Linked DNA regions of Gasterosteus aculeatus: region 1 is linked to region 2. Evidence: chromatin contacts called from public Hi-C data. All regions are on one chromosome and are shown on one strand. The core of a region is the stretch at or near the end of the contact, and the rest is flanking DNA. Distances in the headings are between cores, read along the strand shown.

Evidence for each region. A called contact is a pair of places that touch in the nucleus more often than the background predicts.
Region 1: a contact with region 2 is called in a Hi-C map of liver, with 4 times the contacts expected there. The contact joins the promoter of wnt3a here to the enhancer-like site in region 2. A contact is called at or near these places in 4 of 6 Hi-C or Micro-C datasets (liver, skeletal muscle and tail fin).

Annotation. Positions count from the first base shown.
Region 1 is chr3:15,209,472-15,212,171 of fGasAcu3.hap1.1, forward strand. wnt3a (wingless-type MMTV integration site family, member 3A) reads left to right here and starts at 1,291. Exons shown (of 4, transcript XM_040172257.2): 1 at 1,291-1,802. The coding sequence starts at 1,690.
Region 2 is chr3:15,145,542-15,148,241 of fGasAcu3.hap1.1, forward strand. No RefSeq gene overlaps it. Among protein-coding and RNA genes, the nearest start is that of jmjd4, 15 kb to the left of the region's middle. Within about 2 kb of position 1,345, at least 1 of the 9 cell types and tissues checked has open chromatin away from gene starts, as enhancers often do. A contact at or near this core is called in liver, where this site is marked.

The DNA of each region.
Region 1 (2,700 bases), core at 41-2,540, 64 kb after region 2:
TTGCCACCACTGAATATGAAAATCAGGACATTTGGTGGCATGCTTTGTCAAGGTTGCAATGGGCAATAATCTCCACTGGATGGCACTAACATCTTTAGCCATTTTATGTTCCTCCTCCAAGGAAAAAAAGTTAAGTATGTGAACACTTTTGAGAAATTACAGAAAAAAATATTTTTTTTTACCTTTGTCACCGTTGCAGAACCATCTCGATGATCATCTTTGAATTTGTTCTAACTGGTGAATTAAATGCAAAAAGTTGAACCAGAAAAAGTTAAATATTTCAATTATAGCTATTTCAATCAAAAGGGTTCCTGTTTTCATTTTATTCTCTGTAAATTCATTAATATTCTTTTCAGTCCTTTTGTGCACTTTAGTCTTGAAAAAAAATGTGAGAATTAAAGCTATTATCATTATTTGTATAATTATTATTGTGTACAAGACAAAAAACACCCAGTAAATTAAAAAATATATAGAAAATAACTGTTAAAAGGTTCCGTTTTACGCAAAATGGTCACAACTTACTGAGTTGAATTACTAGAAATTGGCTTTTTGTTCAGCTCATTGGTCACAAATGTTACACGACGGTGTATTTAATCTTCAAGTCAGCACCAGTGCCTTTAAAAGAACACACCTCCTCTCCGAGCATCTATCAGACAAAAGGGAACCAGACACTCTGCTGCCTATTAAACTCAGTGCTGCATTACAGTTTATCCACTACGTTCGTTATAATAGGCCTGAACTGTCTGGCAACTCATCGTGAAGGCATCTCTAAAGAACATCACACTTCCGCAGATACCACGTGAGGGGGGGAACTGTCCTTAATTATTGCCCCCAATGTGCCCTTTCTGCCCTCACCTCGGGATGCGTCTAATTTGAACGATGACAGGATTATTAACATCGGTGATTATTTGCCATTTTGCAATCTCGGTAGATTGTTTATTGCTGTGGTGACGGCAAACCAAATGTTTTACATTGTGTTACATACATTAAAGAATAAATAAATATGGCCACATTTTTTAGGACACTTTTCTTTAGAGCGGCTCAACAATTTAGTCTGGTTTAAATTTTCAGTTCTTCTCAACTTGTCATTCATTCATTCATTGAAAAACAGGCACGACTAAAGGGCTGGAGAGCCCTAATAACGGTCTAAAGCAATTCACACATATTTATTTCTGCATTTTAGAAGCTTCAAGCCAGGGAGTGAAATCCGGACAGGTTGTTATAGCTACGCGATCCACAGGGGTCCCGATGTCTATTTAAAAGCCCCCCCAGACCCTCCCTCTCTCCTTTAAACAACATTATATATCACACACGCTGCATGCTAATGCCACCGATTCCCAATGAGCGCTAAAACACGTCTTAAAATCAGCTCGTTGCGTTGTCTTGAGTTGGAGCTGCTTGAGGAGGCGACGGAGGGAACATATCATCACAATTCCCCCTTTGGCGATACCTGCTGATTGGGTCCTAAAAAAAAAAAAAGAAAAAAAAAAAAGCAAGCAGGCTTTTAACTTTTAATATTTGGCTCCCGAGTTCTGCCACGAGTAGTCGCGAAAGATCGATTATCCCTCAGTGTTTTGTTTTTTTTCCGGGGGAATAAGAATTTAAAAAATCCATTAGAGCGGAATCGTTTTTTTTTTCTTATTTCCCCCCTAATTTCGCGTTCCAATCTCCGTGCGCACATGAGCGCGCATGGAGGCTTTCTCCTGGAGACGGTTTAGCCAAACTTTAAGGATGATACGCCTCGGATGTTTCCTGCTGCTCTTCGGGCTCTCGCATGTCATGGCGAGTTATCCCATCTGGTGGTAAGTTTGATTTCCATTACGTCCACGAATGAGTGGTGTTGTTGTTGTTGTTGTTGTTGTTGTTGTTGTTGTTGTGTGTCCACGGAGCCGTTGTGCGTCCGTTTGTGAGTGGTTGTATACTTCTTCGTTTCGTTTCTGACAGCAGCATTTAGCTGCACGGAGGGCGAAGTAGTTCACAGACGTTTGACGCGAGTATTGGTTGAGGTGGAAGGATGAGGAGTAATTCTGAGGTTAGAAAGTGACGCTTTTAATTCTGAAATTTCAAACGTTCAGCTGTGCAGGAAACAAAAAAACAAAAAAACAAAATCTATCCAAATTGTACGTTTATTTTTTAATGCTCTGGACAGCGACATTTGCAGGACCAACGATGCAAACTGACCTGGAGTATTTTGTTTCTATATTCCGCCTGCAGCAGGTGCAACGTTTGCGTGCGCGTGTGCAGTAGTGTGTGTATGAGGTCTAAGAATAAATGAATAAATAGGAAATATGCTCAGAGATTTACCGTGAAGACTGATGTCAAATTCTGTATATAGACGGTCTAATCTTTATGTAATCGGTGTTATCTTTCCCAATAATGGGGAGCACATCGTAACATTTGAAGTAGAATCAACTATATTGTATTATCAGTTGTGGGAAACTTGAACACAACATTAGCTGAATAATCTTTCCTTAGTTCAAAGTGTGATAATGCAGAATGTGTTGTATATCTCAGATTTCTAACTTTACGTATGTCATTCTTTTTATAAACAAAACGGATGCACAGAGTCCCTATAATGAGATTGTTTAGTAATGCTTCTTTATTCCAGATTTTTAAGGATCGGACAAATGTCTCTAACTAGCATTATTCTTTTAACATTACTTTCTTTGCATAAATGTCCTCAATACTTCTTGTACAAGA
Region 2 (2,700 bases), core at 95-2,594:
AAGCAGTAAATCAAGAAAATGACTTTCTTGCACGATATCTGAACTGGTTTGGACTCCTTGGCCATAATATTTCTCTTCATGGCTGTAGACCCTTATTAACCCTCCCTCATTGTTTTAGTTTCATATGCCCACTGCGCACCCCTATCCCCATTTGTCTTTCCAGGTGTTGAATGAAGTTATTCAATCTCTGTATTATGTCCCGTTATTCGGTTGAAGTCTTTAAACGTGCACACCTGCATTCTCCCTTTCCAACCGGCATCGATTATGTGAATTCACGGGACACATCGGGCCTTTTTGCAGTCCATTAAAAAACGTTTCTTCGAGAAGCCGAGAAGCAGCAGACGACTGTTCAACCATGACAGCATGTCTGGTTTCATTGTTAACCCTCCTTTGTCAGCTCACACATCACACCCTCATAACAACTGTCAATGTCCTGCACATCATTGGGAGTCAGATTCGCTCTATGAATAGACCTTCCCGCCTGGATCGGAGCCAGCTCGTCTTCCCTTGCTCTTGAGGAGCGACCCGTCCTCCGCCGAATGCTTTGGGGTGATGGAGTTGATCTTTCTGCTTCTTCCCCTCAAACTGAAGCCCCATCTGGGATAATTTCTCTACAGTGACAAAGCTGTAATTTAAGACTGCTGGAGACGGTGACCTCTTGTGATTCACGCTTACGCTGCAGTGTGTGGGGGGGGGGGGGCAGGGTTTTTTAGGCCCACCCGCAACGGGAACGCAAGTATTTCCTCTCCATAAATCAAAACGCACTCGCTGTCTGTCTGGGGGGCTTTCAATGGGAACAGAGTACGTTCGTTTTAAAAATAAGGGGCTCAAAATAACTTTTTTTTTGTTCTGCGGTGGATTTGCTCTCACACACATCGCACGTATAGTGTGTACTTGTTGTTTTACGAAATAGCTGTCAGAAAATTTGACCGAAAACTAGTGCACTAAAGAAAACAGAAAGGTATTTTTTTTTAAATACAAGCGCCAAAAAGAATGCGGCTCTAATAACCAAAATCTCTTTTGAAATTGATCATTCAAGCCGATGATCTTTAACACAATGATTGCTGCATTCGCGTTTAAGCTCTGCTTTGGTCTCTGGCCTGTGGAGGAAATGTCTGCCTGTCTAGCTGGTTCCGGACTCGCGCTGGGCGGGTGGCGTGTAGTAAGTTCTCAGGGCTTTTCCACTCAATAACAACGATGAGAGCGCTGAGAGCGAAACCAAAACACTGTGTTAAAAGGAGATAAAACAATGAGCTAAACTCACTCACAAATCTATTGTTAATAACATTGATTATAGTGGCGTTGACATGTTTTCAGGATCTGAGGAACGTGTGTGTGTGTGTGTGTGTAGAGTACAGCAGTCTAATCGAGTTACTGTGAACAAACACAGTGCACTTCAGTTACTGTTTACCTTGACGATTAAATCGATTGACGTCAGCTGACAAAGTTTTTTTTTGGTCTCGTCCGGTCACTTTTATTAACTCCTCTCCACAAGCTTTCCGACGCGCCGCGCGTATCAAGATCCCTCCTCCCGTCACGTAAAAGCAATCACCGCTATTTTCCCTGTAATGAGATTCTCTGCAGGGACCCGAGGTTATGGAACACACACAAAGGCAAAGTCATGACAAAATGTGCGCCTAATGTCAATGACACCACGTCTCGAAAAATCTAAAAGCCGGTCACGTCCCTGAGAAAATATCAGGGAATAATTACGCGTTTCCTTTGAGATACGGAAACGACTGAAACGTGTGTTTTGAACCTGACGCGTTACTGGACGCCTGTTTAGTGACTGGAATGGAGAGAAAGGGGAAAACAATTAAACAAACGATTACGCTGAATGTAACTGGCGCGTACAGAATCCGCCTCGTTGGCCCCAACGTGTGCTGCTTAGCTGGGAGAAAACGTCAGTTGACGGCGGGCGCACATATTCCAGCGCAAAACATCCCACTGGAGGACGTCCTGGAACGATTCGGCCCAAGCGTCTGGCTGAGACTCCGCAGAGCTGCGTGCGTGGGTAATTGGTCGAGCAGCAGAGGAACGACCTTAGGTTTAGATTCAGGCAGTTAGGAGGCCTTGGAGACGTCCTTCATCGCCGGGCTCTCCCTCATGCGCTTATGCTTTGACGCTCTGCTCCTACTTTGCCGCTGGGGAAGTGCGCATTGACCTTATGGTGCCTGTGTAATGACAGCGCGGGGGCCCATGTGATATAAGCGCCGTGCTAATTCTTTCATTAACGCAGTTTTTATTCCTCATGCAGGGCGGGGACTCACTTTACTGGCTCCCCTCGGTGTCTGCGTGAGTTCATTTCCAACACTGAGATCGTATATAGAAACGTCCATCGTTGGAGGGATGACCGTCAGGGTGAGGCCTTCATAGATGCAACAGAAGAGGCAAGAGCAAGGCCCCGGCGATCCACTCCCCCCCCCCATTCGATCCGGTCGATATACAGCACCCCTGGTGGCTGTAAGCGGAGGGAGCTCCCCATCGGTCGGCGGCGGAACGGAGTCCAGATCCAGACAGCCGGGGCTGTTAGCTGGGGGAAGCCGTGTTCTTTGCAGTGAGGTAATACCTCAGACATCTGCAGCAGGTTCTAATTATGCCAGAACAGCCCAGCGTCTGGCTGCGATCGGCCTGCGAGGAATGGCCAACACAAGCCGCTCTACTCCTCTCCTGTGCGCTAGGCGCAAAGGCCAAGGGGCG